3 separate regions of the Mus musculus genome follow, and all the other regions are linked to region 1. Evidence: chromatin contacts called from public Micro-C and promoter capture Hi-C data. All regions are on one chromosome and are shown on one strand. Each heading gives the region's core, a stretch centred on a gene start, on an enhancer-like site or on the middle of the called end of the contact. The rest is flanking DNA. Distances are from core to core; before and after follow the strand shown.

What was found. Promoter capture Hi-C pulls out the DNA fragments that hold promoters and counts their contacts. A called contact is a pair of places that touch in the nucleus more often than the background predicts.
Region 2: a Micro-C map of embryonic stem cells shows a contact between it and region 1, with 2.9 times the contacts expected there. The contact joins the promoter of Cxcl14 here to the promoter of Fbxl21 in region 1. A contact is called at or near these places in 2 of 39 promoter capture datasets (cranial neural crest and hippocampal neurons), 1 of 484 Hi-C or Micro-C datasets (embryonic stem cells) and 1 of 9 other capture datasets (adipose tissue).
Region 3: a contact with region 1 is called in a promoter capture Hi-C map of liver, with 7 times the contacts expected there. The contact joins the enhancer-like site here to the promoter of Fbxl21 in region 1. A contact is called at or near these places in 5 of 39 promoter capture datasets (3T3-L1-derived adipocytes, cranial neural crest, liver and 1 more), 7 of 115 datasets of contacts at active chromatin or transcription factors (embryonic basal ganglia, embryonic hindbrain, embryonic stem cells and 3 more) and 4 of 9 other capture datasets (adipose tissue, embryonic stem cells, liver and 1 more).

What each region holds. Positions count from the first base shown.
Region 1 is chr13:56,521,143-56,524,250 of GRCm38.p6, reverse strand. It overlaps Fbxl21 (F-box and leucine-rich repeat protein 21), which reads right to left and starts at 1,779. Exons shown (of 7, transcript NM_178674.5): 1 at 1,629-1,779; 2 at 648-741.
Region 2 is chr13:56,294,642-56,297,858 of GRCm38.p6, reverse strand. It overlaps Cxcl14 (chemokine (C-X-C motif) ligand 14), which reads left to right and starts at 1,308. Exons shown (of 4, transcript NM_019568.2): 1 at 1,308-1,749; 2 at 1,928-2,033. The coding sequence starts at 1,686.
Region 3 is chr13:56,746,336-56,749,433 of GRCm38.p6, reverse strand. No RefSeq gene overlaps it. Among named protein-coding and RNA genes, the nearest start is that of Gm45623, 5.9 kb to the left of the region's middle. Within about 2 kb of position 1,778, at least 28 of the 459 cell types and tissues checked have an H3K27ac peak or open chromatin away from gene starts, as enhancers often do. A contact at or near this core is called in liver, where this site is marked.

The sequences.
Region 1 (3,108 bases), core at 530-3,029:
GACCCAGGTTTCATTCCCAGCACCCACACATGCACCAGGCACACACGTTGTACACAGACAAAGATGCAGGCAAAGTACCAATACAAGCACGTAAATCTCTTAAAGATGTTATATTGATACCAATAATTTAGTCCAAATGCATGTTAATTTTCTCCTTACATAAATTATTAAAGCATTAACTACCCTCTCAATTACAAACTTCATATAGCACACTGAAGTAGTAGTTTTAGAATGTAAGATAAATTGATTTTATTCTTTAGAAGTACTTTTTGACCATGTGTTCATTATTTACATAATATGAATCACATTAAATTATTTATGAATATGGACCACCACTTGGTCATATTGCATTCCCATTTAATTTTTTTTAGATCTGTTTATATAAAAATTCTATCTTAAATATATGGGGGCATTTATTTAAAAAGCCTGATTTCTTTTCATGTTAAGGAAATGGATCGCTTCTTGTTTGTTTGTTTTTGGTTCTTTGAGACAGGGTTTCTCTGTGTAGCCCTGGCTGGCCTGGAACTCACTCTGTAGACCAGGTTGGCCTCTAACTCAGAAATCTGCCTGCCTCTGCCTCCCGAGTGCTGGGATTAAAGGCATGCACCACCACTGCCCTGCAATGGACCACTTCAAGGCTTTCTTACCTGAAGGTGGCTTCCAAGTTACAGTTACTGCTGAGCCAATGAAATGACACTGCCATGGGGTAATCACCGACACCCATCTGACTTCACTTCCAGTCTTGGAAAAAACCCACAAAACCATCATTTGGGCATATAATCATTTTATGCTTAGGTTATCTGTAAGTCGTTATATACATTAAGTGATTTTATTAGTAGGTTATTAATAATAGAACAGTTTTTTTGCCCATATGAAAACTAGTTTGTAGAAATATCACAACACTCTCTAGAAGTTACACTGGAAGCTATACTAAGGCTACATATCAGGCAGAAAAGCACTCTAAAAATTCACATTTTACTTAATATCTATGAAGAGATATCATGAAATTTGAAGTAGTTCATAATTACGTGTACTGGTTTATTAGCTGTATAAGTTGGCATAGCTCAAGCTTCTCTGTGGTATTAAGATATATTTACTTACAAAGTAAACTTCAATTTTTTGAATAGATAGATCTCATTTTTAAGTGCATCATCTGAAGACTCGTTTGTAAAATGCACTTGGATTGAAAACACCATTTGAGAGGCGAGGATGGCAGAGAGGCGAACAGAACTCAACCTAGACCATCCCTAGATGAGCACCGAGCAGCCTGCCCCATATCCAGGCAACCAGACTGGACCAGAAAGAGGACGCCAACCCGGGGCAGAGTTTAAAGTGTAAAAATGAATACAGATGGCATTGAAAATGTACCGCCCTAAAACTGCTCGGTGCAATTTATCTTACATCCTAACTGTCCTGAGAAACAGGGCTTGGGGTCGACCGGACCCTAGCTGAAAGCGGTGAGAGAGCTGAAAAGCCCCCGGGGACTGGGGGGATGGCTGGGCTCCGCACGCTCGGTTCCGAGCAGACTAGGTCTCGCTCCTGCCTCCACGGCCAGGCAGCTCTGGGGGTTCCTGCGGTTCGGCTCGCCCCGCCCCGCCAGCTCCCTAGTGCTGCGCCACAAATGTTACCTCCGAACGCGCTCCTGAGGGCAGCCAGCCCCAGGCAGGCCCGCCGGTCAAGCGCAGAACTCTGCGTGACGAACGCCAGCAGCTACCTTCTCAGGTGGGCGGGCTCCAGCGCCGCATAAAGCCGCGGACAGTGAGAGACTAAATGGGCATCACAGGCCAGGCCCCGCCTGCGCCACGCCCGCGCCACACCCCTCCAGGAAGCCTTGCCCCAGTGTGCTAGTGTTCAGCCTCTCGAATCCCCGCCCCCGGGAGTCTCGCTCCGCCCCCAGCCTCGCCCCCGGAAGTGGCTGCCTCTTAAAGATGCCCCGCCCCCGTCAATTCTGCCCCGCCCCCAAACGCTAAGTTTAAGTTCGGGGTTCACCGAGAGGTAGACCCTGACGCACGCCCGCGCCCCGCCCACTGATAAAAGCTCCACCTCTAGAGCCTCTGACTCTAGGTAGCCTCGCCCCGCCCCCAGCCGCTCTGTTGGAGCTGGAGGTCTCACCTAGCACATGCAGGTTCCTAGGCCTCTAGAAGTCCTTTGGTGGTCCCAGGGCCAGTGTGTGAGTGCTCCTCAAGGGATAAGCAGTATGCTTAGTGAATATTCAGTTAAATAACTGACCACTTGACCCAAACTAACAGTTCGAGTTTCCAGGTTTTAACTTGAGAAGGACACCCCACTACCATCATGCAGATGCTTGAGGGACCGTGATTGGAAGCTGCAATGATCGCCTCTCAGGTCCTGAGCTGCAGGCCAGGACTGCAGAAGGTCACCTGTGAGCTGCCAGCCTGCCAGCTCAAAAAGAATGCACAATGAGCTATGGATTTTTTTTTTTTTAAGTTTCAAAATATCAAGCCACACACAGCATTCTACGTTAACATCTAGCGTCACTCATACTCTATTTGTAATGACCAGCTTTATCACGGTACAACTGACAAATACTGGACACACCCTAGGTTTTGTTGCCTTTGAAACCATCATAGAGACAGGATAATGAACATACCATAGATGTATGTCTCCCCCAGATTCCTCTTGGTTCCTCTAATTCCCCCATCATGGTCCTCCCTCACCTGACATTTTAGATTAATTTGAAGTTCTTATTACAAATTGATTTCTGTGGTGTCTTGCTGTCAGCTCTTTTCCCTCAAGAGTTCAATTGACACAGATCTTGCCACATTTGCCTTCAAGTGATGTGGACAGACTTTTATCCCCCCCCCCGTTTTGTCCTAATTTGATCTCTTGTAGATTGTTTATGAATTCAGATGCATATGCCAGTCTAGACCTTTGGGTTTGCCAAAGCCTCTACTTTGTGAAATTCCTTTTGATCCATAGACTCAATGAGCCCCCTCTGCACTCTTGTTCCTCAGGGAAGGCTTTTCAGCTTAGATCCACCTTGAACCAGCATAGACTTGGGACTTCCACTCTGACCCACTATCGCTGAGTCCTAGTTACACATCTCACTACCCAAAGCAAGAAACTTGCAACTCCTGCCCCACCCCA
Region 2 (3,217 bases), core at 59-2,558, 230 kb after region 1:
AAGGACAGGTGAAATGGCGGGTGTGGGTTCTGCTTGCTCTTTAAGCACAGCTTCCCCTAGAGGCACACAGAAGAGAAGAAAAGAGAAAGTACAGATTCTGCAGTTAGCCAACTACCACTCCCCCACCCACCCAGAAGCCCCTCTGGGTACTCGCACCCCTAGGAGCTTCCAGGCTAACAACACAGCAAGGTGCAAACCATAGTCTGGGAGCCAAGGCTAGCCCTCTGTGAGCCTAAGATACCTGGACCCTGTCACTGGGTCAAAGCAGCACTTCACCAGAATGCAGGGGCTTGAAGACAGTAGAGTGGTCCTACTCTGCAGTCACATATCCATAGGCCCTCCTGGCTTAGTCACCTGCTTCCTGGTTCTAAAACCTTGGGTGAGATGTTTCTTCCTCACTGTGCCTGTTTCTGCCCTGGCGAATGAACAACTTAAAAGTACCAATTTGAGGGAAGTTGCCCCAGTCAAAGTGACGAATAAAATATATACACAAAATGATGCCCCTAAGTACCATCGTCTGAGCATGGTGTCCTGCATCCTGACAACTGCTCTGTATGATCGTATGTCCTTCTCACAGGTGCCTTGGATGGGCACTATGACAACCCACAGGTTTACAGAGAGTAAACGGAAGCCGTTTAATGGAGAGCCGTGTGCTGGCGAATAGAGGGGTAGGGTGGAATTACATCCACCACCGTCTGGTGCAATGTTCACAAGGTGGGGCGGCCTCCCTCCTGTTACCATGGTCATAGCTGCCTACTGAGCTCTACCTGGCCCTACAGATTCTTATGAATGTATATGACAAGTACCCCGGTTTCTTCACAGCCCCTAGATAGTCACACATGAACATCATACTATAGACCCCTCCTAGGAGTTGCTTAGCCCTCACCACTTGTCACCCCCCAGTCTGCGAAGCAGTGACTTGATCAAAGACTTAACCTGTGATGAGCCCCTAATCCCACCTGGCCTTGAGCTTGGACCACGAGCCCAGCAAGCACAATAGAGCCCAACACCGCAGGGGGCGGGCCTGCTGGCATTCTCACTTGGCACCTGCTTGAAAACTCTAGGATTTGAGCCAAGCCTGGGTCTCTCGGTGGCTTCGGACAGTAAACCTGTGTGTTCTGAGAAGTGTCCACAGGAAACAGAAAAGCAGCACCCTTCAGCAGGCCGTGCTCCCGCCTGACCTTCTTCCAAGGCACTGAGGTATGGGTGTGCAAGCGTAAAGGCGGGCGTGCTGTGGAGCGAGAGGGTAGCGGATGTGAGTGTGTCCGTGTGTGCGCGCGTGGCTCCGAGTGTGCGCCGCTGGGATCGCGATGGGTCCGGGGCGGGCGGCAGGGCGGTCTGGGAGATCTCCTCCCCCCACCACATTGAGAAATCTCAGTGAGTCACCGAGTGGTTCTGCATATTAATGAGCTCGCTCTCCGAGAGGGCAGGAGCGAATTTAAAAGAGGCCAGGGTGGGCGGAGGGAAGCTGTGGGGAGATCGCAGCACCCAGCGCCAAGCGCAGCGCGGCACCGCGACAGACGGCAGGAGCACCCATCGACGGGCGTAGCTGGAGCGAGCCGAGCAGAGCAGAGAGAGGCGTGCTTGAAACCGAGAACCAAGCCGGGCGGCATCCCCCGGCCGCCGCACGCACAGGCCGGCGCCCTCCTTGCCTCCCTGCTCCCCACCGCGCCCCTCCGGCCAGCATGAGGCTCCTGGCGGCCGCGCTGCTCCTGCTGCTCCTGGCGCTGTGCGCCTCGCGCGTGGACGGTGAGTGCCGCGAGGGCCCTCTGTCGCGGTCCTGCCCCGTCCTAGGGACCCCAAGCACCACCTAGGCATCCTGGAACCCGGGGCGGGGGGTGGGGGGGTGGATCCCGGGCGGACACCTTGGGCGGTCGCGGAGACCTGTACGGCGGCGACTCAGCAGCCCGGCCGCGCTCTTCCGCAGGGTCCAAGTGTAAGTGTTCCCGGAAGGGGCCCAAGATCCGCTACAGCGACGTGAAGAAGCTGGAAATGAAGCCAAAGTACCCACACTGCGAGGAGAAGATGGTTATGTGAGTTCTGGGGTAGCATATCCTGTGGAGGAGCCCAACCTAGGGTTAGATCGGACTGATAACAGCCTTTCTCTCTGCCTTTGACAAGACCGACTGGCAAGTCCTGGGGACATTGCCTGAGAGTCTGCGGAAAGGGGATGAGGGTGTCTTTGGCCGGTCCCTCTGAGCCTGTCCTTGTTAGGATTCAAAGTGGCAGGCGAGGTTTATTGTAGGCTAGTTAGTGGTTCTGGTGCGCCCGCTTAGAACATCCATCTTCACCAGATCCACTCGGGACACGCACCCGGCCTGTTGGGCCGGCTGGGCTGCCTTCCTCTTACTGAAGAGAGAAGTTAACTTTTCCTTTCAGCGCCCCACGGGTGGACACTTTGGGGCTCCCAGGGCTTTCAATGTGAGAATGCTCCTGTCTCTTCTGCCTTGTGGGTCCGTGCATCTGAACAATGTTGGAGAAAGGGCTCTGCTGGGGTTAATGTGCCATGCCACCACCGCAGCCTGCTTAGTGGGGATGCCGGCAAAGTCTTAAAAACTGGGGCAGAGAGAGAACACTGAGTTTCCTTGCGCCTCAGCCTTCCCAATTAACTACTTGAAGCCAGCGCTGCCGTTTTCCCATCAATACACTCTTGGCCAGGAAGGCAGCCCTTGGCAAAACAGCTCCCAAATATTTGCCATGGACCATTGGCCCCTCTTCCCCTCCCCCAGAAACAGGACACACTTTATTCTCGGTCTGGGCAAGTGCCTTCCACCGGCTGCCCTTGCTTGCCCAAAGGCCTTCACGCAGCGTCTGTGAAGGAAGGGCACACCCCCCACCCGGCACCTCACCACCTCCATCCGCTGAAGCTCAGGGAACTCAGAGAGCCACAGGGCCTGAGCTGACCCGAGTCATGAGCTTCACAATTAACATCCTTTCCCCTGCCCTTGTCAGAGAAGGGAAAACTACCCTTTTCCGTGTGGGCTGGCTCAGGGTTAAAATGCTCCCAGCAAGAGTCACAAGAACAATAGAATTTCTAGTTAGGGGGTCCAAAATGTCAGAAAAGATTGCAAATTGTTTTTGAGAGACCTTGCGGGAGAAAAAAAATAGCATCAGCAACTCAAAAAGAAGAGGATCGTCCCCAGGCAGGCTTTCCTTGACTAAACTTCTCTGTGTAGAGAGGGGAAATTCCAGGCAAAGAAGGCTTCCTGTAGCCTTG
Region 3 (3,098 bases), core at 529-3,028, 230 kb before region 1:
GGTAGAGGTCTTCACTCTCCAGCATGCCCGCCTATGTCAGGGGCAGCTCGTCTCTCCACCATACCCAGGTAGGAGAACTCAAGACGTCTCAATCTAAGGTTTCTTCAGGATCTTCAATATTAACTGCATCAGCATATGACTGCCCAAGGTAATAAAAAAGCCTGGTGGCCATGTCCTTTGCTCATATGCAGAGGTCATCTGCTAAATGCCTGTCCACTCCATCAAATTCCCCCACCCCCACTGCCCTACAGCCTATCATCTACCTCCAATCAGAACTGTAATACTTACCCGATTGCAGCGTCTGTCTTCAGTCCCAGCTTACTTACACTAACGGCTTCTCCTCTCTCACCTGATTAAAAACAAAAATCCTAACTCTGCCTACAAGGTCTAGAACCTTCTAGCCCACAGCCAGCTTCATGTCCTCATATTCTTCTTGAACTTGAAACCGCCGTTTAATCCCTAAGAACCTTCCGCATTAAGCTGCTTTCTCTTCCCTCTGGCTAATGCCGTCCCATACTTCTGATTTCTAATCTTTGTCAGAACTTGTTTGAGCTCCCCAGACTGATAAGTTATATTCTTGGCTAGCCCAGCCATTGGGGAGATGAACTCGGCTGAACAGGGTGAACTGCAGAAAGCACAGGCTGCCCATTTCCCTGTGTCTGCTTCCGGCTTCTCACCTCACTCTACATTCCGAAAGGGTGGTCATTTCAAACTCAGTGTCTTTGACCTCACCTCCAGACTCCAGTTCCCACCTTTCTTACGTCCCTAGCAAGAGCAACGTCATGACTGTAATTAGCCTGTCTCTTCCCCCACAAGTGCGTGCAGTCATATGAAGACATCTACCCTGCTCACCACTTCCTCTACGATGCCTAGCATTTCTTTTAAAGACACCAAACAAGCATCCAGTGGGCATTTGTTAATTATACTGGGGAAACAGCTAGGGTTTAAGGTGAGGTTGGCCTCTGCATATTCATTGACTTTGTGCCTTAAACCTGTATCTTAGAAAATACGGGGTCGAAACTCTTCCTTATAGACTGGGTCTCCAAGCAGCCTGTTCCCCAAAGGTGGTAATCCAGTGTTAACAACTAGCTTTTCTCGTCTCTGTGGATGTAACACTTGAGTTATTATTATTATTTTCTCCCTTGGAGACGGAGCACAGTTTTATATTAGTACATGGTCCTAATTTTGCTTCCAACACTCTACTTCCTGCAGGAAAGAAGGGATCTTGGAACTGTCGCTCCCATGCCTTCTCAATGGCCTGGCATGGGAACGTTCAACCAACTTCCTCACCTCTTCCTGGACTTGAACCCAAACTTAGCTTTCCACTGAGATCTTCCCTGGCTGTGACATCTACGGTTGTGACTCCCCCCGCCCCCACTCACTTCCCATTTCCTCCTCAGAACTTACCAGTGAACGGACATTTTATTTCCCTTGTCTGCCGCCTCCATTGAGAATGAAAATGAACAGGAAAAGAATTTATTTTATCTGTATATCCACAGCATGACACGTAACCGTTCTCAAATATTGGCTGGATTACGTTGCTCAAGGTCAGAAGAGACAGGCTGGGGAAAGGAACCAAGTTGTGCAGCACTGGGCAGAGGTAAGGTCCTGCCTGTCCCTAAGCAGACGATGCAGGGTAATTTCACCAAAGCATTCTCTCTGGCATCCAGTTCATTTCGTCTGTGTTTGCATTTCTCTCCACCTTTGTTGGCAACACTCAGGTGGCCTAACCAGTTCTAAGTTAATGAAAAACTTCACAGACGTGTGAGGAGATTAAGTGTGGGATGTTTGCTGTTAATTACCCTTCTGAACTAATGTTGACACAACTGTGAGCTGCACAAACACTATCCAGGTCCTCTCGCTCTTTATCGTCCACAGAAGCTTCACTTTAACTTTCTAGGTTCTAGAGGTGTCCTCTGGGGCAGCCCACATGAGCGCCAGCCATGAAAGGCCTTCCCCACACGCAACAGTTGGGGAAGGACCCTCATGGTGTAAAGCAGATTACACAGATTGGAGCACATTCAACCCTGGGCTCTAAAATAGTTCATGTCTCTTCTGATTTTCTGTCTTCAAACACATCAAGGAAACTGCACCCCTTTCTGAGAGAGCACCAACTGTCAACAGGCAGAAACACCAGCTGCACTGTTGACTTTATAGGTCAGCCGAGCAACAGTCGGGTCTGCCGAGGCAGCAGCTGCAGGTACCTGTCATACCATGGCCCAAGGGTTCCATGAGAAAGAAGAGATCTACCCGCTCTAATTTCTTAACTGAATTTCCTTTGGGAAATTTGGGTGATGAGATCTGATGATGTTGAACTCGAATCAATTTAACTAAAAATTGTCCCCATTACATAACTTAGAAGGTGAACCCTAGTATTATAATCAGACCAGACTTCAGTGTTCTGTCAACATGTCAGACTGCAGACTTCATCGTTTTTGGGAACTGCTCCAGCAGGGATGCAGGTCTGTCATCACAGAAATCCCAAGTGCTGACACAGCAATAGCCTGGAATGTTCTAGAAGTCTCGTGGACAACCCTGAACAGCTCTCCTGCATTGTGCTGCTCTCAGATGGCCTTTTGCTCTTGGAAAGAGCACTAGCATCCCAGATGAGAGAATTTTATTTAAACTATGTAGTTATACCCAGGTTTACATGCCATACGTTTCTAAGGTAGATAATAGTATGGTCTTTACTATTATTTTAGTCTCCTCTCTCCTTCTGTATTTAATCTCCCTTTTTCCTCCCCTCTCAGAGCACCGCCTTCACAATCAGATCACTTGCACCTGTTTCTCTCCCTATTGCTCCCCCAACAATGTCAATGCCCCCCCCTTTACTTTCCTGGTTTCTACAGTTACTCCAGTATATGCTCTAGCTGAAGATCTGGAACCAGGAGCCTCAAATAAGAGTGAAATGTGACATTTCTACTTCTGGGTCTAGATTTATCTATTCAGTATGACTGTTTCTAGTTCCACCCATCTCCTTGGAAAGCTCCTGGTTTCCTTCAGAGTGGAATGCCTTCCATAGTGTCTATGTACCACATTTTCTTCATCCAGTCATCAGCTGAAGGTCATTTAGGTCATTTCTATTTCCTAGCTATTGC